6 separate regions of the Mus musculus genome follow, and all the other regions are linked to region 6. Evidence: chromatin contacts called from public Hi-C and HiChIP or PLAC-seq data. All regions are on one chromosome and are shown on one strand. The core of a region is the stretch at or near the end of the contact, and the rest is flanking DNA. Distances in the headings are between cores, read along the strand shown. Region 1 overlaps Tnks (tankyrase, TRF1-interacting ankyrin-related ADP-ribose polymerase). Region 2 has its middle 28 kb from the start of Gm34419. Region 3 has its middle 47 kb from the start of Dusp4. Region 4 overlaps Tnks (tankyrase, TRF1-interacting ankyrin-related ADP-ribose polymerase). Region 5 has its middle 50 kb from the start of Gm46069. Region 6 has its middle 6.9 kb from the start of Gm33638.

Region 1 (3,678 bases), core at 304-2,803, 670 kb after region 6:
CAGGCACTTCCAAGTTATGCTGAATTTTCTCTTTGGCATAGCAACAGTACTTACATTAATTCTAATACACATAGAATAGAGAACTAAAATATAGATGTATATATTAACTCTACAGGGAATATAATTCCTACCACCTTATTTTTATGTCTAAGACATTTATTTTTAGCTTTGTGTGTTTTTATGCTTGCGTATCTGCACGCGAAGTGTTTCCCTGGGAGCCAGCTGAGTACACTGGGTTCCCTGAAGCTGGGGTGAAGAGGGTTGTGAGCTAAACAGTGTGGGTGGTGGAAACTAAACCAGGTCCTCTACAAGAGCAGTACCTAGGCTCAAGACCATAGTTGATAGAATTAGTACTTTCAATGACTTAAAAGAAAAGAAGAAGGTATCAGTTACTATTTTGATTTATTCTTCTTCCTCTTCTTCTTCTTCTTTTTATTTTATTTATTTATTTATTTATTTATTTATTTATTTATTTATTTATTTATTTATTTATTTATTTATTTTTGGGTTTTACAAGACAGGGTTTCTCTGTGTAGCCCTGACTGTCCTGGAACTCACTCTGTAGACCAGGCTGGCCTCGAACTCAGAAATCCGCCTGCCTCTGCCTCCCGAGTGCTGGGATTAAAGGCGTGCGCCACCACCGCCCAGTTTGATTTATTCTTTTTAAGAATTATTTTTATTTATTTCTATGTGTATGTGGAGGTCAGAGGTCAATGTTGAATATCTTCCTATCTATCTATCTATCTATCTATCTATCTATCTATCTATCTATCTACTATCTATCCATCCATCCATCCATCCATCCATCCATCCACCCACCCACCCACCCACCCACCTTTGAGAGAGAGCATCTTACTAAACCTGGAGCTCACTTAGCAAGTCCCAGGAATCCTTTTTCTTTCCCCTTCCCCCTCACATCCTCCAATCCTGTCTTTGACTTAGGGCCTCACCATGTAGTCCTGGATGACTTTGAACTCAAAAGTTTAGAGAGGGGCTATCTTTAAGCTTTCAATAATAAAAAGGAAAAAGTAACTGGTCCGCTAAAGTGTACAAACAAGGGTTCCCAGGGGTACACCTACCTTCTCCTTCCTTCCTTTCTGCACCCGCAGCGCCATCCCCTGCATTGGAGGCCCCTCCTACAGCCAGATCCGTTAACGGGCCAGTGAGGTTATCTATGCTGCTGGCAGCAGAGAGGCAGGAGGGGGTGGACGCTGGTGAGATCAGAGAGGCACTAACTACAGTTGCCTGAGGTTTAAAACAGGTAGGTAAGGCCTCAGGGGGCATGGCATCTATCAGCAGAGCCCGGATGTCATCAGCCTAAAAAATGATTAAAGAAAACACAAAAACCATTATTAATGCTAAGATTTTCACCAAGTACCAAATGTAAAGACACGGACATCAGGCAAGGACAGTGACAGTGATTTTGGCTGTAAGAGTCAGACAAGGTTAGTGAAAGTCAAAGTGAAGGAGGCCGACTCTACATGAGATATCACTGAAGCACAGAAGGAAGTGAGAGGCCATGTGGTTTTGGCTATGGAGATTTCCAGGAAGAATGCCAACTCCGCCACAGGAAGTGCCAGTTGAGCCCTGGAAGGTAAGGTCATGCCTGGAATCCTAATGTACAACCACCACCCTGCAACAAGGACTTACCGTCGCCAGATCTAAAGGTGTCTGACCTTCCTGGTTCTTCATGGTTGGGTCTGCGCCATGTGCTAGGAGCAGGGCACATAACTGCGTCCTTCCTTTCTGGGCAGCTTCGTGAAGGGGAGTAAAGGCCCACTTATCCGTTGCGTTTACACACGTGTTGTATTTTATCAGTAACGCTGCTATGTCAACATGCTGAGAAAATCAAGAGAACACGGACACTGAAGAAGAAAGCCACCCAGCAGAATTTGTCAAGTATCCTTGCTACGATTTCACCATCCTCCTAGGCCTCATCCTTAATAGAAACTTCTTAAAAACAAACAATCAAAAACAGTCTTCTCCTGTGCTTTGGACTTGTCTCCTACTCAGCTATTCTTTTGCCTCTCTAGGCTGGCCTCTAACTACTTATTTCCAAAGAAGAGATCATGAATTCCTAAGACAGACATGGTATCCCTGATAACATGATAATGAAGACGGGAGGAGGTCTGCACAGAACCACTAGGATTCTGCTGAGAACAGGCTAGTTTATCTAAATGCTTGAAGATTCTTTGGGATTATGAGAATATTAAACTAACTTTGCAGTTTATGTTTAAACTTCTAACATGAAAGCTATGTATGATTCTATCAGAATCACTTCCAAAAACAACCAACCAAACAAACAAAAAAACCCCAATTTATCTTCTTTACTCAAAGGATGTTTTCAAAAAGCAACTTCTACTGAGTTAGTCCGAAAGCGTGGCATAACTTCAAACTATCCCTCAGATGATATCACAAGTTACTTAAGCTGTTTCCTGCATTTTATTAAGAGGAACACAATTTGGTAGACTAATTTGCATAGACTTCCAAAATTAGTCCAAAAAGAGTTACAGTTTGTATAAATGTGGGCGTATAAATGAGCTGTGTGTTCAGTATGCATTGTTAAACTTACTTATATTGAATTTACAGTGTCTTTAGTGAAACCAATTACAAGCTTGCTAAATTGGCTGGCAAATGTCTACAAGACCAATGAAGAGGAAGGAATATTACTGAAATAGAGTCAAACACAATTCTTAAGCTTTTCCTTCTTTTTAAGTAGCTACACTTCTGGAGCAAACCACAGTAACTCAGATGCACAAGCGAGCTGCAGCTTAGCTTTCGTCACCTGGGCAGGACCAGAGGACTGAGTGAGAAGGCCAAGACCAGGAGCCAGCTCGACTGTCCTGGAGAAAGGCACTAAGCGCTGACTAAAGACAGGGACTCAATGTTAAAAAGGTGGGCAAGAGAAGAGAATGTGGGCTCCAGCCAACCCATTTCATTGTATATACCGTCTACTACTGTGATGGCAAGAAACCATCAGACAGAATCTATGTTTTAGGGAAAACGCTGCAAAATGAGAAAGTGGAGAAAGAAAATCAATCTGCCAGATGATTTATTCTTATAAAATCACATGCTTTTGGTAAGGAATATCAGTACTTTTTAAAATGTATTAATATCACAGAAATTAACTGTCCTTTGTATGTATAGATAACTAAACATACTACAATACAAAGGATACTAAGCAGAATAAAGCTCATTGCCATAAAGAAAATTCTCATGAAACTTTAAACTTTAAGCTCAAACTTGTGGCAGGAGCCTTCTGAGATTGTAGAGATAACTGTAGGCAGCTAAATTCCACACCCACTTAGGAGCCTCCTGGCCTTAATAGTTTCTACAACCTATCTGAGGTAGAGGCAAGATTTATATATGACCCACTATACCATGATTACTGTGTTAGATTATGTGCAAAGTCACAGAGAGCTTTCAAAGCTCATCAGAAAGTAACGATAGGGACGGTATGACAAAGCTTGTATAGATGATTGAGCTGCACTCAACTCTGCTGCAGGTTGGCCATCTGTTCCTTAACATGCAACCCATAATTAATAAAGCATTAAAGCCAGGGAAGGCTTCTAGACGTTCACTGTGGCACACTTACCCCATAAGACGCAGCGTTGTGAAGTGGGATTAGCCCTCCTTTGTCCTGGGCATTGACATCAGCCCCGTGCTCTAGAAGGTACT
Region 2 (3,814 bases), core at 814-3,313, 940 kb after region 6:
CCCCGACAAGACAGAACTTTAATTCTGAATTGCACCGCATCCTCTTAGTTTTCCTCTTGTGATATAGAATGTTCTTAAATGAGGTTGGATCCCAGCGTTTCAAAACATATTTCTTCTCCACTGTTGAGATAGTTCTTGCCGGCCTCTGGAAAATTCTCTCTCTCTTCTTTCACTTGTTTAAATCTCTCTGTACACATGCACACAGATGAACACATCCTACCCTAGGCTTGTGGAGGAGGCCAATGGACAACCTCGGATGTCGGCTCTCACCGTCCACCTTGTTTGCTCTCTTGGTGTTTGCTGCTGTCTACTCCAGCATAGCTGGCCATCAAGTTTCCAGGGGTCTCCTGTCTCTGTAGAAGAGCTGATGTTACAGACACAAGCACCATATCCAGCCCTGTGTTCGTTGTGGGGATCTAAGCATAGGCCTTTATGCTTGTATGGGAAGCGCTTTTCCCACCGAGCCATCCCTCCAGTCCCAACAATTCACTCTTCTCTTGCTGTGACCTGTGTCCTTGTTAGGAAGCTGGCCAAATCAGCAGTCAGTATATGTACCCCCCAAAGGGGGCACCCCTATGTAGGGATAGGCTGTGCGTGGACATGATCCAGAACTTTTAACAAAATATCCCATTTAGTTGGTCTAAATGTATCCTGGACTTAGATTTCCCTCAGCTAGATACCTCAAAGACCCAGGGATGCTCTGGAGCCTCCTGAAACAAGGGCAGGAAGAAAGGAGGGGAAGTTGGAAAGACAACGCCAAGTAGAACTGAGTTAAAACGTTCCTTCCTCTATGTTGTCTATTACACGGCCATATGGGTACATTATCAGTGTATGCCATAGGCCTTTCTTTGTAAAGGGTCTTTAGAAACGAGGCCCTGCAACCTTACTTCACAGTACATCTGCCTCTGGAGACTTGGTTCATGGATCCTCTTTCCCATTGGCAGTCAACCCTGCTCATCATACTTTGGCACCAAATTCTCTCTCTCTTTCCATTGCTTGACCTGGTCCAAATAGCACGACATCAATTCTGGCAAGGGCCTCCTATGGCATCACACTATGTATGGTAGATGGTATCATGGCAGAAGGACATGCAAGAGGAAGAAATCACAGGGCAGGGTAGAAAACAAGTCTCCCCACAAGGACTCACTCCACAAGAATAGCATCGGTTCCCCGAAGGCCTTACTCTGGGCTCTGTCTCCTGAGGGTCTGCCGCTTCTTAGCATTGCCACACTAGCAACCACATTTTCCAGGAATAAATCGTCCAGGTATAAACCCCATCCAAACAATCGCAACCAGCATGCTGAGATCTCTGCATGGAATAGTCCAAACCTTCCTCTTGTCTCTTTGTCCTTCCTGGAAATGTCACTGCCTTTTCACCTTGATTTTCTTGCCTTTGGATTCATTTCCTAGTAGATCAATCTCTTCTAAATTGTCATTGCTCTGGAGACAGCTAAACGGCGTACGAAGTAAATGAGTAAGTGGGTGGAGATGATTTCGGAATCATGAAATAGAACCCCAGTCTCTCATACATTGGCTGTGTGTCCTTGGGTAAATTATTCAATATTTCTGAACCTCCGCTTTACAATATCCTTAAAATAATTAGAGTTGTCCTACAGTTCACTAAGCAGTGCCTGGTGCGTTGGGATTGATCATGGGAAGGTGACAAGGGTAATGATAACATAAACACACAAACAAACACCCATAAGTCTCAGCGTTCCTTTGGAGCAAGCAAACTTTTCCTACCCCACTTTTCCTTGCCGACTCCCACACCCAACATTGGCCTCCCTTCCTCCTGCTTTTATCTTTTGTGAGGAGCAGGACATATGCCTCTGGTTCTGTGTGCACAATGACAGTAATTAGAGCCATAGGTTGGAGCTCAAAAAAAAAAAAAAATGGCGTCTGGTTAGCAAAGGGTCCCGTCAGTTCAGCCAAAAAGTACAGCAGATCCTGTCTGTGCGGAGTACATAGTCACTTCCCCTAGTTTTCAAAGTTGGTAATACTGTTAACAGGCGGCTGGTGACAGCAGCAACATCAGCATTGTCGGCTGGGCAAGGTGACAGAACGTTCTGCACTTCCTGTCTCTCAGGAAACGATCCGCGGATTCAGATGCAAATGAGCGCGAAGCCAGCCAGTCCTGATTTGCATTTGCTCTCGGTGAACTCGCATTCCCTCCCCAAGTTCGTCTTCTGTGCATTTGCAATGCTGAAATGACTCTGCCAAAGCAATTTCTTTTTTCTACTCTATCCGTTGTAATCTCAGAAAATCCTCCCCCGAAAGCCCAACTTTTACTCTGTGTTAATTTGGCCCTTGTTGCCCAGGCTCCCCTCCGAGATGTTTCTGCTCTCACCTGCCCTGCATTCAGGTCTCTCTGTGCTGCGCCTTCTCCCATGAGGCTTTGCAGCTAGCTGTCCTTTAAGTTGTTTCCCATCCTGACCTCATGTCCTGGGCCCACAAAAGGCACACAATTCCCTCCTAAAGGACCAGGACAGTGGCAATGCTCTGTCAGTGTGTGAGGGACCCAAGGCTCTGTTAAAATGAACTTCAGTAAAATCTGACGTGTCCAGCTGACCTTTAATCAACACAGGCAGGAACTTGGCAGGTCTTGTTAGTATGAATTACAGATTTGTTTGTTTGTTTGTTTTTGAGAAGTGTGACAATAAAAATAAAAACAAAGAACAACAAAAAAACTTGTCTATGAAGCCTAGAGGTTTGTGTATATATTAATAAAAATCTAGTTATGTCACTAACACATATATGTAGATGATCATAATTATATTATTGACTCTCATAAAAGACATGAGGATATTATAAAAAAGCTAAGTTTTATTCAAGACATAAACAGACAAACACAGATTATACTTGGTGCCATTTGCAGTTGAGGGGAATACAAGCACACGGAAATAACAGGGTATTAATTATACTGCATAAACTACTACATAGGTGTCTCAGTCAGCTTTCCATAACTGTAACAAAACACATGAGCTAATCAATACAAGGAAAGGAAGGCTGATATTCCCTCAATTCTGAGGTTTCAGTGTTTTGGCTCTGTTTCTCTCTGCCTGCTGGGTGCATTGTATATCATAGCGGGATCATGGGCCACAGATCTCTTCACCCAATGTGACCAAGGAGCTAAGACAGAAACAGGAAGAGGCTAAAACATCAACACTAACTTCTTCATGCTAGGCCTCTCCTCCTAAAGTTATTTTCCACCTCCAGTAGCACCTCAGGCTAAGAACTAAGCCTTCCCTGGATAGAGCTAATGGGGCTAACTCAGATCTAACACTCAGCAGTGAGCATCTGCAATAGCTCCATTATCATTTCCTGCTGTCACTGCGGTAAGCTCCAGGGTAGGTACCAAACATCTGCCCTGTTACACTGATTGTTCTGCCTTAGCAGTTCATCTCTCTTAAGTAAAGCACATGGCAGTAAGAAGTGACCCCTTGATGCTCTCCATGTCTTGCACTGGGTCTAAGTACTTACACGGCATACAAAATAAATGTGAAAGACCTGGTTGTGTCGTCAGTAAAAGCCTCTGGCCAGCTAGATAGGAAGTCAAAAGCTACATGTGGATTTTTTTTAATTGCATGGGGTCTTAGGCCCCTAACGTCAGCAATGCACAGAGATTACACCGCCTTGAGCTCAAGGAATGTTTACAGCAGGAGCACACACCTGTGTAGCGAGCATCAGACCGGGAGGTAGGTCAGCAGATGTCCCAGGACCCAGAACCTTCCCTCCACATTCTCTCCTAGCCAGGGCACAGCCCTGACTTCAAGACCATAATTTTGCCTAACATTGAACTTGACATTAACACAGT
Region 3 (3,693 bases), core at 704-3,203, 580 kb after region 6:
CTCTCTCTGTAGACCAGGCTGGTCTCGAACTCAGAGATCCACCTGCTTCTTTGCGTCTTTTTTTTTTTTTTTTTTTTTCGAGACAGGGTTTCTCTGTATAGCCCTGGCTGTCCTGGAACTCACTTTGTAGACCAGGCTGGCCTCGAACTCAGAGATCCACCTGCCTCTGCCTCCCAAGTGCTGGGATTAAAGGCGTGCGCCACCATGCCCGGCGCTTCTTTGCGTCTTGAGTTTTGTGATTAATGGTGTGTGTGCCACCACCATCCAGTAAGAATCTAACATTTAACCAGCTTAAGCCCTGTTTTAGAGGATTGTTTCCTGAGATGAATCTAAGCGAAATCCAGTGAACTACATTCTACCAGCAGAAAGGGTCAGAGGGGGTGGGGGGTGTCCCCAATTCCTGACTGAGACAGGGTGGGTTGAGAAATAGGAAGTCAACATGCAGCTGGGAGACAGAGTTGTCAGAGTCTAGGAAGAAAGTCATTGGGTAATAAGGTCATGTCATGTGCAAGAGAATTCCCCATGAGAGATGGATATCCTACCAGCCTCGGCAGGTTAAAAATAGACCTCAAGTTACCTCTTTCTTGGTGGTAGGTTTGTATTGGCAAAAAGTTGTAAGATAGCTAGCTATCTTGGAAGGATGTTCAAGATATACCATCTGGTTAAAACAAATTAGCCGGGTGTGGTGGCACACGCCTTTGATCCCAGCACTCGGGAGGCAGACGGATTTCTGAGTTCGAGGCCACCTGGTCTACAAAGTGAGTTCCAGGACAGCCAGGGCTACACAGAGAAACCCTGTCTCGAAAAAAAAAAAAGTGAGGTGTCTAACAGGGTTTACAGATATGACTGCCTGTACATACAGACAGTGGAAGCAGTAACACATGCCAACTGTCTTTGGAGGAAAGCATAGGACATTGGCAACCATGGGGAGTGGGGATGAAGCTAGAAGCAAGGCTCTTGTTTTCACTTCATTTATTTCTGGTTGAAATTTTTTTTTAGCATGTAGATATATTTATTATCCTTAGTGAAAAACAGTAATAAATAGCAAGTCAGTCATCTATCACGCTGCTGGTTTTCTTTTGCTTTAGAAAGTCTGCTGCACACACGGGCGCATGCATGTGCTCTAGAGAATAAGAGAAGGGGTAAATAAGACTGGATGCACATTTTAAATCCGCCACCTTCTCCCCTGAGCCTCGTTCTACCAGGCTCTTCTTGCAGTTATAATTGGCTGTGCATACACACCAGCCTACAGGGAGGAAATGCAGTAGTCAATAGGCTATCGTCGTCTGTGTGCTGGGGCTTATATTTCATATTCTAAATTGATAGTCTCCTCTTGGGGCTTAGATTATTATGTACTTTTTTTTCCCCTAAATAGAATAAAAAGATTATGGAACTTAAATCAAAAGACCAGGTCCTGGTAGGGAGAGTTACCCTTGAGGTATCTCTACTGAGGGCAGCTGGACCCACTGGTATAAGAGACCTTCAGCTGTTTATCTAGAATATTCCACCCACCATAAAGATGGTCACCAGAGGAAAAAAAAATCAAGCTGGGTTTGTTCGGGTGCCACCTTCAATCATCCCTAACACTCAAGGCTGTTGTGGTGTTTTGTTTTGTTTTGTTTGTTGTGTTTTGTTTTGTTTTGTTTTGGGCTCATGACTTCATGACAGCCCATTTCCAGCAGGGAGAGAAAGAATGGAAAGTTTTGCCCATCTTCCATGATTCTGCACCTCCATTGAGAGCTGGGCCATCAGCAAAGGACCTTGTTGTGGAGCAAAACAAATAGAAATCAAAAGAAACCACAGAAATAGCAGACCTGGGCCATCTCAGAGACTGTGTCATTAAGTGTAATTTCATCAGCCCTGGGCTCCAGGGGCGTGATTTACACAGGTCAGTCAGCCTCCCTCGCGATGGGAAACTCATTTTTAATAAATGATAGCAAGTAGGTTTATTCAGACTTGTGACTATGAGTCACCGTGTTTGAAGCCGTATGACAAACACCACCAGAAACCAACAGATGACCTTGGCCATGGGACCTTTTTTTTTTTCTCTGAAAAAAAACAAATATATTTCCTGACCATGATATTGAGGCCTGAAAGTCTGTGTGAGATTGGTGAGAGATGTGTGGGGCCCATACATTGAGAGGACCAGGGTGAGCCCTCCTGGCCCTTCCTCTTCAGCAAGCCTGTGTGATTCAGTACCCAGGGAAGCCGAGGAGGAAGAAGTATATTTGATTCTGACTAAAACTGAACATCAGTGAGAGAGGAGAGTAAATTACTTTTTGAAAACAAAACAAAACAAAAAAATCTAAAAAAAAAAACAAAAAACAAAAAACAAAAACAAAAACCCCTAAAAACCAAAAAAGTCACAGCTCTGTGATTCTTGCTGCCACTAAAATTACTACAAATTAATAGGCTGACGGCTCCACAGTCGCTCCCCTCTTCTGAGTCCTTCACATTGTGACAAAGCACCTTTTCCAACCAGGAAATGAGAAAGCACGGGGTGGGGGTGGGGCTGGGGCTGGGGCTGGGAAACACTGGGCCACAGGCCAGAGAAATGGCAGAATCAGTGTGCGAGTCTGGATGAAGGTAAGAGTTACAAGAACATCATACCTTGTGAGGTCAGGAGTCTCCCTCTTGAAGGGACACATGCCTTCCTTGTGAGCTTAGGAGCAGCTCAGGGTGCAGTCCCGTCCCCCCCCATGGCATCCGATTGCTGCCTCTCCTCTGCTCCTCCAGTCTGCTCTGCATTTCAGCTTTTTGCCCCAAAGCTCTGCCCTCCCTACCATCCAGTAGTAAATCGGGAGAGTAATATCAGGGCGGAAAGGAATATCTGTTTCTTAACTGGAAGAGGAGAAAAAGAGCTTAAGACTCTTTTCTGACAAGGTAGAAGTCTCAGCTTCACTCCCACCCCCCAACACACACCCACAAAAAGAACACAAGTAGATGTGTTTTAAGAAGCACAAGCCAAAAGATACTTTATTTCTGGTCTTCATTTTTGTTTTTTGTTTTAGCACCAAATCAAATTGTGGCTCCCTTTCTTTCTTTGTGTATGTGTGTGTGTGTGTGTGTGTGTGTGTGTGTGTGTGTGTGTGTAACATGTAAGCTTGCTTATTCATATAGGTAAGAGAAAACTCTGGGGGGAACTCAGAGACACAAATAACGCTGCTTTTCAGGGAGAGGTCTTCTTGTGTTGAATGGAAGAGGTATTTATCACCTCCCCATCTAAATCAAATCTATATGTAAATAAAATGTGTAGAAACGGAATGCATCTTAACTGATGCATAAATAAACTGACCTATAAATAGCATTGAATGCAATGTGACAGCAATTCCAGTTCCTAGTGAGGGGACGTGCACAATACAGATGGACGCCACAGTAGACTGACTCATAACCAGCCCCCAACCCCCCTGCTTCCAATATGTGGTAAAAGGGCTAATCTGTTGTTTAGTCATGAGCCCGGCTTTAAAAGCTGAACCATCTCTCCAACCCTAAAAGGGCTAAATTTGAGGCTCAGAACATATGAATCTTCTGTACTATCCCCATGGTGATAATAGCAATGGTGTTGCAGATATTTCTCTTCCTGTCTCTTGTGCTGGGGGAGAGAGGAACCTTGAGGACAGAGGAGAGTGAATAACCTAGTAACGATTTGGTTAGGAGAAACGTGGCCGAGTGAAAGGTTTCTACTGACCAGAA
Region 4 (3,415 bases), core at 336-2,835, 770 kb after region 6:
TTGGTGTGGGACAGAGGGATCCCTGGAGCTACAGGCTCAACAAAGAGACCCAGTCTCAAAAACTAAGATGGAAGGTGACTGCAGAACACCCAGCATGGACCTCTGCCCTCCGTATGAACACACAGACACACACAGACAGACTAACAGACAGACAGACAGACAGACACACACACACACACACACACACACAAATCACAATAAAAAGTAAAGAATCAAGAACAAAATCAGAGGCAACTAGTTAAGGACACTCCTGCTCTCCTGTCTAACAATAAAGATCTGGCACAGAGTTAGAAGGCAAGGACAGCTGGGTCCCAAATTCTGGGTGAGCACCTTGGTCTGTGAGGGTCCAAGTGGGAAAGACGTAAGCCAACAGCTAGACACTCATCCAACGACCTTACTAGTCCTCTGGGCCTCATCTTCGCATGCCTGCTGTTGACATCAGCTAGCATAGAGAGACCACAGGATAGACCCTTCCTCAAATGCAAGCTCCTTACCTGGGCTCGCAGAATGCCAGTGGCCTGACCTGACTGATGTCACCTAATCCATCATTGTCTTTTCTGTCCCAACAGGAACAAAGCAACAAGCCTTCAAACTCCCCAGGAGCCTTGCTTCTCATAATGGGAAGGGTTGGGTTGTGATGGTCGAGGGAGGGAGGGACAGAACCGAGACTGTAGGACCTCTACCACTGCTCAGTACTATTGTGCCAGAACAGCAGACTGGACACATGGCCAGCTCTCTCTGGTTTCACTATTCTGATATAAAATTGAGCTACCCCTGTCCAGGAGCAGTAGAATGTAAGTAGAGTGTAAGATGATTTGTAAATTTCAGCACATGTTTGCTGGTAAATAATGTCATTTCACATATTTAAAGAAAACAAAAAATGTACTTTAAGGAAAAACTAAATTCAAAGTACAAGGCCTAACTAAATACACTTAGCAACATTCTTAAAGAACTGATTTTAAAGTATTATAATTAAGGCCCTTTGAAGTGTTTCAGTACAAGATGTAGGGCCACGGGTATTTATTCCCCAGGTCTGAGCTAAAAAACCAGGAAAAGTCATTCCACTTAACATTTAACATTTTAAGCTTGCCTACAATTAAAATCTGCAAGAAACAACCTTAAACCTTAACGGTAACATGAACAATGTTATCAAAAAAGAAAACCCAAAGGCGTTTGGTGTAATATAAACTGAAATATTTTATAAACAGTAGCAAACAACAGACTAAGAAGGCATTTTCTTCCTAACCTGACTACCAACAAAGCAACGAGCACTGGATCACAATAGCAAAGTTCATATTACATGTCATTTTTTAATTTTTCTGTAAGTATTGTAAGATCCAAGAACACCCAAAAGACAAAGAGTAAAGTAAGCTTGAAATTGTCAAGAACACTGACATAAAAGATAAACGGGCTTTTAGTGACAGAGGATCCACGAGATACCTTAGAAGGGAAGGTATCAGTGATCTACTGTTTACGTAATTCCAGCCACAAGACTGGCCTCATTGGCTCTCTACTGCTGGGATCAAACACCACCAAAGGCAGCTTGGGGATCAAAGGGTTTGTGTGGCTTCCCACTTCACAGTCCAACATGAAGGGAAGTAGTCAGGAAACAGGAAGTGAAACCAAGACCCATGGAGAAGAAACCCTCCTTACTGGTGTCTGTCCCCTTTGCATGGCTTGCTCAGCCCCGTTTCTTTTTCTTTCTTTTTTTTTTAAAGATTTATTTATTTATTATATGTAAGTACACTGTAGCTGTCTTCAGACACTCCTGAAGAAGGAGTCAGCTCTCATTACGGATGGTTGTGAGCAACCATGTGGTTGCTGGGATTTGGACTCAGGACCTTGGGAAGTTGATGCTCTTAACCACTGAGCTATCTCACCAGCCCAACAGCCCTGTTTCTTATAAGAATTACCATCAACTACCCAGGAATGGCTCCACCCACAGTGGGCTGGGGTTCTCCCACATCCATCAGTAATCAAAAAATTGCCTCACAGACTTGCACACGAGCCAATCTGATGGAGAAAACTCCTAAACCTAGAGTCCCTCTCCTCCCAGATATGCCTGTGTCACGTTCACAAAAATTAGCAACACAGAAGCTTTTGAACAATAACTGTAGAGCTTTTAAACACTTTTCTCCCCAGGGTATTCAGTGGCTCCCTAACATCACTGCCTACTCCAGAGGGTCCAGACATGGAGGAACTTCTAACTCTAAGTTCATTCTGAATCATGTGCATCCTGGCTGATGTGTGGAAGGCAGCTGCTGTTTATCTCACGACAGCTCCACCACCATGCCTTCACTCTCATTCTGTCCACTTTCTTCTTCTGACATGTTTTTAGGTATTTGGGTTTACTGTATTTTACGGAAGAAATGTGTATGCTGTTGTGAACATCTGTACTGGGAACTGCGGAAAGAACCTCCACCTTACTTGTCTTCTATGTACCAACTGGTTTACCTCATCTAATACACAACAAAGCACAGACACCTAGTTAGAAGTTTCTGATTACTCTGTAATATACCATCCAATGACAAATATTTTATATTTAACGTTATTGCTTCCTCTTCTAGCTTTCATTGTAACTATATTAGCTTTTAATCCTTAGAAGATAAACTAGCTTCTGATTGGTTCATCAAAAGTCACAAAGGAGTATATTTCCCTGTTGATTTCTCATTTGTCAAAAGCAGACCCTAGCTGAAAATTATTCTATCTTATAGAACCTGGTTTGGGGAGGGAGAGGGGGAGAGAGAGGGAGAGAGGTAGAGAGAGGGAGAGAATGCTAAAGTACAGAGAACTAAAGGAGTGCTTTCTCCAAACCCAACAGAGAAACTACCAGAAACAAAAAAGGTAAGAAACAGGGAGTAAAAATAAACTGTCCCAAGAAAAAAAGATGGTTAAATTCCAACGCAAAAAGATTAGCTCAACAGCAGAAGGTAATTATCCTGCCTAGGCAGGCGATGGACCAGAGAAGGCCTACACTCAACACCAGCACTGTGTCTCCTTTGCTGCTGTGAATATGAAGACAGGATTTCCCACTGCAGCGCTAGCCAAAAGTAGAGGGATATATCAAGGGGAAATACTGCAATCGGACCAGAGGGCCAAGTGCACAATTACATCGAAGGTGACAGCATTTTTAAAAAGCAAAGTTTGGAAAATGGTGATAAAAGAAATCACACTGGGGCGTTCGCTCTCTGTCCTAGCCCCATCTATCGCCATTTTCCACAACCTAGAATGCATACTTCACTCCTCAGCCCAAGCTCCTTAAGAACTCTTCCAGGAGGCTCTGAAACAGGTACAAAAGGCAAGCATTCAGTAAGATACCAGAGTAATGAGGGTAGGAAGAGAAGAAGCTCTGCAAAAATGACACTTCTCACAGCTGACGGAAGTTCTAACTTCCAGACTTCGGGAGCTCACAGGT
Region 5 (3,648 bases), core at 705-3,204, 560 kb after region 6:
GAAAGTGCATCACAAATCAAAATAAACAGTCAACCGTGTGTGGTTTCTTTTCATTGATTCATTTTTTTGCTTTGAGTATATCCTAACCACACTTTCCCCTCCCTCTTCTCCTCCCTGTCCTCCCCCTCCATTTCCCCTCTCTTCCAGATCTACTCCTCCTCTTTCAGAAAGGAGCATGCCTCCTGAGGATATCCATCAAACTCAGTATAAAAAAATACAATAAGACTCAGCACATACCCTCATATCAAGGCTGGGTGAGAAAACAGGTGTGATTTAATTATTAATAAATGTTAACCCCACTGCTCTTCAAGAAAAATAAACCCACAAATTTTAGGATCTGTTATTTGTTGTGATTTAAGGTTTTCTACTAGGGCTGATTTCAAATGACCAGTGTGACATCATTCTGATGGTTCACATTGATCATTCATTTGACTGCCTAGGAGGATTGATTGTCTGGGGGGGGGATTTATAAAGTATGATTCTGGATGTGTCAGTGAGAGAATTTCCAGAGACAATTAGACCCCCAAGAGCTCTATCAAGGAACAGTCCCTTGATGGATATATCTTTCCCTGGCCCCTTTATGTGTTCTGTGTTCCCTGACCACCTTGAAGTGAATGTCACCGTGATGTATGTATTTCAGGCCAGGCTACCATAGAACTCTCTGAACAGAGAAGCAAAGTGAAGCCCACCTTCGTGATGTTGCTCTCTTACAGCTTTTGCTGATGGTTTCACTAAAGTAACTAATGTCGTCACACTATGCAAAGATATACACAGGAGCACACCATGCAGCAAGGCAAGTGTACCTGAGTGAACTAACAGATATTAATAACCCCAGGAACAGACACAGAATAGCATGTACTAATGTCAATAGGAAGTGATAGGTTTTGGGGTATTTTTCACCTTGGCAACATGTTTTTTTTTCACTGTTGAAGTTTGGACCCAAGGCTTTGTGAATGCTAAGCAAGAACCTTATAACTGAGCTATATTCTAGGGACAAAACATAAATGATCAAATTTTATATAAGTTTTCAGTTATAAAAATATTTAATATTTACCTTGCAAAATGCCTAGGAATTCATTCATAAGCTCCATCATTTCCATGTATGCCAGCATTGCACCAGACCATGTTATTAAACATACATTATTTGAACTGATGTAATAATTGTGTTTTGGGGGCACAGCGTGATATTTGAATGAACAAATACGAAGACTAATAATCAAATCAGGGGACCTGGCACGTCTCTCACCACAAGCTCTGACCCTCTCATGTTGAAAACATTCAAAATTCTCTCTTCTATCGTCTTCAAAATGTACCGTGGCTACCAATCATGGTCACCCTATGGGGCTGTAGGACATCAGAAATCATTCGTCCTATTCTGCTTCACCCTTGTCCTATCATAGAAGGAAAATTTCAGAAGTCCGCCAGGTCCTAAGGTACTATTTAAGAAGAGGAAGACAATTCTGTGCTGATTTGGAGAATAGCTGATCCAAAGTCATACAAAAATATCATGGCTTATGGTATTTCTAGTAGGATCCAATTTGTTCACGTGAAATTACTTTAGAGCTTGCTGTAGCTCTGTATTCACCATCAAGAGCTGCCTGCATCAGGGGCGCAGGTTAAAAGATGGCTCAGTGGCTAAGAGCATTCACTGTTCTTCCCAAGAAACTAAGTTTGCTTTCTGCACCCATATCATTGGGCAGCTCAGAGCTGTTGCAGGATTTTCCGTGTCCAATTACATTAGGGCAGCAGGAGGACTGTGATTGGACAGGGGAAAGGGAGGCGGAACTAAGAGTTGCAGAGTCTGCGTCTCAGAGAGGAAGGAAGATGGCTGATTAAGGCCATGCTGGTTCACATCGGCCTCTATTCTCCTCCTTTCTTCCTACCTTCTCTGAGATGCTCTCTGTCTCTGCAACTCTTAGCTCCACCTCCCTTTTCCCTGACAAATCACAGACCTCCTCCTGCCCTAATGTAATTGGACAGGGGAAATCCTGCAATACATAGCTGCCGGTAATTCCAACTCCATGAGATTTGACACCTCTTCTGGTCTCTATTAACATCTGCACACACGGAAAACACACACACGCACACTTAATTTTTTGTTGTTTTTGGTTTTTGGTTTTTAAGACAGGGTTTTTCTGTGTAATACCGGCTCTCTAAGAACTCACTCTGTAGACCACGCTGGCCTCAAATTCAGAGATCTGCGGCTTCTACTTCCCAAGTGCTTGGATAAAAGGCAAGCGCCACCACTGCCGGGCTCAATTTTTTTTTAAGACCTACATTTCTCTTTCCTGTGACTGTGGTTAGGTTAGTTTCAGAACGGGCTGTGTTAGTCATCTATTGCGCTATGAAAGACACTGTGATGTCTAGTACTTCAAATAAACCACTTTTCGTGCTTACAGTTCTTAGGGTCAGTAAGTGGGGCAAGGATTGAGAGGTCAGGTGACTTTTCCTGACACTGCCCGATGTTTTGGCAGGAGAGCTACTTAGACTGAAGGATGCCAACTAGGGTTGCTCAACTGTATTCTACATAGTGTCATTCTCTAGTGGGCTAGCCTGGTCTTCACACAGCAGTACCATTTTTCTATGAGGATGTAGACAGATGCAAGGTATCCTGAAGCCTGGCCTTAGAAGTCATATACTGCCATACTCTTGCCCCCAGTGTTCTACTGGTCACAAGGGCAGTCCGGCCTGAAAGGCTGAGGAAAGAGACTTGAAGGGAGGAGCTGCAGACTTTGTGACTGCCTTGAACCTACCATATCAGTATACCCCATCTAATGTTATCATCTTGCTCTGATGCCTACCCTCCCGCCTGTGTTCACAGCGATGCTGTTCTAAAGGGTAAGAGTTGAAACCCTTTCCAGAGACGCCTCAGCTGTGGTCAGGTGTCTGCAGCCTCATCGCTTCTTCTGTAGCTGTTGATAAGGCCAGGCCTAGCGAAACGTTCTTCAAACCATTTACCAGTATGACCTGCAGAGGCGGCATAATGGCCCCAATTTACTCTCAAGAGAGAGATGAGGAGGGGAACGGTCGCTTCCTTTACACTGGGTGCCCTTTCACGGCCCCCTTGCTGACAAGCCTGTATTAGTCAAAGACCAATAAGTGTGCTGACATTTGCTGAGAGCTGTTACCTTTAGAGACGTGGATAAATGTGCTAATGAGAGAGTTTTCTTGAGGGCTCTTATATGCAGGATGACTCCAAGCCATGGCCGAATGCAAACATCATCAGAACAGTGTGTTATACTTAATAGCCCAGAATGCTTCTGTAATACTTAATCCCCGTATACTTGTGACAGATCGGCCTCTGAAACAGGAACGCAGCCCCGGGGGAGAGAACGGCTTTAATCATCAAGCTTCAGGTGGGAGAGTACTACCAACGAATGACTTCCCCACGCCATGCAGCTCAGAGGGTCTATAAATTTCCAGTCTATTCAAGACGGAAACCAAAAGAATCATTTGCTATCAAACTGTTTTTTTCAAGCCATATACAGCATAATTCCGAAAGAGGCTGTTTCACGTACTTCCTAGGCAGAGAAAGAGGCCAAGGGGAAAAGACTTTTATATTACACAAAAACTTTACTTTTGAATGCTCAGTCCGAAGGACTGTGCTTGTACAAGCCACACAGGTAACTGGAGTTCAAGGTTAGGCAG
Region 6 (3,284 bases), core at 364-2,863:
TGGCCACTCCAGACAACGGTGTCAGATGAGTGCAGTTTTTGTTTGTTTTTGTTTTTTTCGAGACAGGGTTGCTCTGTATAGCCCTGGCTGTCCTGGAACTCATGCTATAGATCAGGCTGGCCATGAACTCAGAAATCCACCTGCCTATGTCTCCCAAATGCTGGAATTTAAGGCACGTGCCATCACTGCCTGGCCAGATGAGTGCAGTTTATATCTTCAGTGTATGTGCTGCTTGGGTTTGTAGAATATTGAGATCCATGCCGAAATGTGGACTCAGGACGTGACTGTCGGAAGACCTGCCACCTGGACACAGTCTTCCAACTTTCTGCATGGGTGGGTAACTGAGTCACGATGAAGTCCATCTTTGTCTCAGTAAGACAGCCTCCATGCTCTTCAGGGAATAAATCTAGGGTGAATAGGCAGCCATTGCTTTGGGGGGAGCCCATAACAGGGCTTTAATAAGTGGCTTCAGGAACACCCTTGCTTACAGTCTGTAGAGATCAAAGGTTGCCCAAGAGGGAGGAAGGGGGTTCTCTAGGATATCCAACAGGCTAACAGAAGGAAATGCACCTACGTTTCTCAGAAACCGTTTGGGTTCACGAATGCTGCCTTTGGGATGTTGAGGCACCTTTTACAAGAGGAAGGGGAGGATGGTGTCATGGTTAGGGTTACATCACCAAAAGCAACTCAGCGGAGAAAGGGCTTATTTAGTGTATACTTCCGCAGCACCGTTTATCATTGGAAGAAGCTAGGACCGGAGCTCAAGCAGGGCAGGAACCGGGAGGCAGGAGCTGATGCAGAGCAGGGCAGCACACATGGTGCTGGAACGGTAGCTGAAGGCTAGATCCTGGATTGTAGACTGAGAAAGAGGGAGAGAGGGAAGGAGGGAAGAAGGGAGAGAGAGAGAGAGAGAGAGAGAGAGAGAGAGAGAGAGAGAGAGAGAGAATGTGTGTGTGCAGTTTGTGTGACTGTGAGTCTGTGTGTGTGCTTGTTATGAACACAGGAGAGATTTAGGTTGTTGATATCACTGCTAATAACTGTCTGTCTGTCTGTCTTCCTTTTTTTTTTCTTTCTTGATGTTGCTGGGACCTGAACCCAGGGTCTTGCCTGTGGCAAGCATTTGTTTCAGTACTGAGTCACACACACACATACATTCAGACTTCACTACTCGCTTTTATAGCTATAGTGATTGTCATACATTAATCAATGGGTAGGGCAGTGCCTGGTTTCCATGTTATACAGTTGTTCATAATATCACCTATCGAAAATTGGAGTGCTAGAGAGATGGCTCAGCGGTTAAGGGCACTTTCTGTTCTTGCAGAAGACCCAGGTTCAGTTCCCAACACCTATATGGTGTCTTACAACAATCTGCAACTCCAGTTTCAGGAGATCCAATAACATCTTCTGACTCCTGTGGGCATCAGACATGCATATGGTACACAGTCATGCATGCAAGTAAAACACTCATACACATAAAAGAAAAATAATATGTCTTAAGAAGAAAAAGTTGTGATAAAGCAACTCATGGTAGAAAGAAAACCCACATTTGAAAACGTGTATTTCTTTGAGGCATTGGCTATCCTGGTTTCTAAGCTCATGTTTTTCTTGTGCCACTAGAGGGCAGCAATGGTCCATTTTGCAAAGTAGTACTTCCTACTGCAGGACAGTGTAATCCCTTTAACTACATTTATTTATTTCTATCTTAAACTGTTAATGTACATCAGGTTATGCTGTTGTAGACTTTCTAGGTAGATAATTTTTTTGCAGACTGTTATGAGCGATAAGTTATTTCTTCTAAAGTTACTTTTTATACAAAAAGTTCTCTGACATGGTAATAGGGGTAACATCTGCTATAAATGATGTGTGTTTGTGGTGTGTGCCCGCTTTCTTTAGGCCACATGTTGACACTGAGAGCTATCGTCAATCGATTTCCACTTTAATTTTTGAGGCAGGTTCTCTTACTGAATCTGGGACTTAAGTATTTGGCTAGGTAAGCTGGCCAGTAAAGTCCAGGGCTCCTCCTGCCTTTGCCTCCCCAGCACTGGGACTGAAGGTGGGTACACTTGCGTTTGACTTTTATGCAGGTCTGGGGATCTAGACTTAAGTTCTTTCTTTCTCTCTCTCTCTTTCTTTCTTTCTTTCTTTCTTTCTTTCTTCCTTTCTTAAGATTTATTTATTTATTATATGTAAATACACTGTAGCTGTCTTCAGATGCACCAGAAGACAGCATTAGATCCTATTATGGATGATTGTGAGCCACCATGTGGTTCCTGGGATTTGAACTCAGGACCTTCAGAAGAGCAGTCAGTGCTCTTAACCACTGAGCCATCTTTCCAGCCCCCTAGACTCAGGTTTTCATGCTGTGAGATAAACACTTTATTGACTGAGCCATCTCCCTAATCCCTAGTTTTACACTTTCAGTCATATGGGATCTGACTCTTTCCCAAATATCAAAATATATGTGTATTTGGAGTCTTTCTCAACTCTTCTGTTACTGTCTAAGCTGTCCCCGGTCACTTCAGTCCTGTGTCCTCTGACAGACAACTTGCATGAGTTAGGTCAGGTCATGCTACGCTGCAGCACAAGCCTTCCCATGTCTCCCCAGCTTGGTCACCAGGTGGCTCACACTAAGTGCTCAGTGCTAAATGGGGCATCAATCACTTCTCCAAAGCTCATGGAACCTCAGGAAGAAGGGGCAGAAAGTCTGTCTGAGCCAGAGGATGGGGAGGAGGGATGTGAAACGCTGCTGTAGGGGTGCACACAGCTATTGTACTTTTGAACTCATGATAACTATGGTTACGGGGACATGATCAAGTCAACAAGACCAGCCAGCATCCTGGCAGGCAGCACTTATAGCACTCAATGGTTGTGAAGGGGGATAGGCACACATTGAGAGGGCGTGGGGTGTGTGGGAGAGACTCTGCCGGTTCCTGGAGGAAGTGGGGGGGGGGATAGGGGGTATTTGTGGGGAGGAGGTGTGTAGACTCCTAGGAGGAGTGGATAGGGGGGTGTTATGGGACATATGATAAAGATGCATTGTTTACATGCAGAAGGTTGTGAAAGGATGAAAAAAAATCATGTTCTATTAGAAATTACAACTCTCTATTTACGCCTTAGGTCTTTCTCACCTTATTGGAGTTTTCTCATAACACTACATCTTTATATTGTATTATTCACTGGCATGTAAGATGTGCAAGGCCAGGGTGTTTTATTTTGTTTTTGTCTGTATTGTTCTGTATTCACATCACTCAAATGATTCTTGTCTCACGGTCCGCATTCAGTAA

What was found. A called contact is a pair of places that touch in the nucleus more often than the background predicts. HiChIP or PLAC-seq counts read pairs in DNA pulled down with a chosen protein or histone mark.
Region 1: a Hi-C map of bone marrow-derived macrophages shows a contact between it and region 6, with 16 read pairs. The contact joins two enhancer-like sites. A contact is called at or near these places in 22 of 484 Hi-C or Micro-C datasets (B cells, CD4 T cells, the G1E-ER4 cell line and 17 more), 2 of 115 datasets of contacts at active chromatin or transcription factors (astrocytes and pancreatic cancer cells) and 4 of 9 other capture datasets (adipose tissue, embryonic stem cells, liver and 1 more).
Region 2: a contact with region 6 is called in a Hi-C map of bone marrow-derived macrophages, with 12 read pairs. The contact joins two enhancer-like sites. A contact is called at or near these places in 1 of 484 Hi-C or Micro-C datasets (bone marrow-derived macrophages), 2 of 115 datasets of contacts at active chromatin or transcription factors (astrocytes and embryonic stem cells) and 1 of 9 other capture datasets (embryonic stem cells).
Region 3: a contact with region 6 is called in a Hi-C map of bone marrow-derived macrophages, with 17 read pairs. The contact joins two enhancer-like sites. A contact is called at or near these places in 3 of 484 Hi-C or Micro-C datasets (Th2 cells, bone marrow-derived macrophages and regulatory T cells), 6 of 115 datasets of contacts at active chromatin or transcription factors (CD8 T cells, Th17 cells, embryonic stem cells and 3 more) and 1 of 9 other capture datasets (embryonic stem cells).
Region 4: a contact with region 6 is called in an H3K4me3 HiChIP or PLAC-seq map of bone marrow-derived macrophages, with 6 times the contacts expected there. The contact joins two enhancer-like sites. A contact is called at or near these places in 3 of 484 Hi-C or Micro-C datasets (CD4 T cells, DN3 thymocytes and the G1E-ER4 cell line), 4 of 115 datasets of contacts at active chromatin or transcription factors (acute myeloid leukemia, astrocytes, bone marrow-derived macrophages and 1 more) and 1 of 9 other capture datasets (embryonic stem cells).
Region 5: a contact with region 6 is called in a Hi-C map of bone marrow-derived macrophages, with 18 read pairs. The contact joins two enhancer-like sites. A contact is called at or near these places in 3 of 484 Hi-C or Micro-C datasets (Th2 cells, bone marrow-derived macrophages and group 2 innate lymphoid cells) and 5 of 115 datasets of contacts at active chromatin or transcription factors (Th17 cells, astrocytes, embryonic stem cells and 2 more).

Annotation. Positions count from the first base shown.
Region 1 is chr8:34,847,503-34,851,180 of GRCm38.p6, forward strand. Tnks (tankyrase, TRF1-interacting ankyrin-related ADP-ribose polymerase) reads right to left here. Exons shown (of 27, transcript NM_175091.3): 17 at 3,596-3,678; 18 at 1,651-1,839; 19 at 1,080-1,317. Among named protein-coding and RNA genes, the nearest start is that of Dusp4, 42 kb to the left of the region's middle. Within about 2 kb of position 1,554, at least 19 of the 459 cell types and tissues checked have an H3K27ac peak or open chromatin away from gene starts, as enhancers often do. A contact at or near this core is called in bone marrow-derived macrophages, where this site is marked.
Region 2 is chr8:35,121,433-35,125,246 of GRCm38.p6, forward strand. No RefSeq gene overlaps it. Among named protein-coding and RNA genes, the nearest start is that of Gm34419, 28 kb to the left of the region's middle. Within about 2 kb of position 2,064, at least 100 of the 459 cell types and tissues checked have an H3K27ac peak or open chromatin away from gene starts, as enhancers often do. A contact at or near this core is called in bone marrow-derived macrophages, where this site is marked.
Region 3 is chr8:34,758,783-34,762,475 of GRCm38.p6, forward strand. No RefSeq gene overlaps it. Among named protein-coding and RNA genes, the nearest start is that of Dusp4, 47 kb to the right of the region's middle. Within about 2 kb of position 1,954, at least 71 of the 459 cell types and tissues checked have an H3K27ac peak or open chromatin away from gene starts, as enhancers often do. A contact at or near this core is called in bone marrow-derived macrophages, where this site is marked.
Region 4 is chr8:34,943,711-34,947,125 of GRCm38.p6, forward strand. The region is part of intron 1 of Tnks (tankyrase, TRF1-interacting ankyrin-related ADP-ribose polymerase); the gene reads right to left. Among named protein-coding and RNA genes, the nearest start is that of Tnks, 20 kb to the right of the region's middle. Within about 2 kb of position 1,586, at least 55 of the 459 cell types and tissues checked have an H3K27ac peak or open chromatin away from gene starts, as enhancers often do. A contact at or near this core is called in bone marrow-derived macrophages, where this site is marked.
Region 5 is chr8:34,738,192-34,741,839 of GRCm38.p6, forward strand. No RefSeq gene overlaps it. Among named protein-coding and RNA genes, the nearest start is that of Gm46069, 50 kb to the left of the region's middle. Within about 2 kb of position 1,955, at least 48 of the 459 cell types and tissues checked have an H3K27ac peak or open chromatin away from gene starts, as enhancers often do. A contact at or near this core is called in bone marrow-derived macrophages, where this site is marked.
Region 6 is chr8:34,178,463-34,181,746 of GRCm38.p6, forward strand. No RefSeq gene overlaps it. Among named protein-coding and RNA genes, the nearest start is that of Gm33638, 6.9 kb to the left of the region's middle. Within about 2 kb of position 1,614, at least 2 of the 459 cell types and tissues checked have an H3K27ac peak or open chromatin away from gene starts, as enhancers often do. A contact at or near this core is called in bone marrow-derived macrophages, where this site is marked.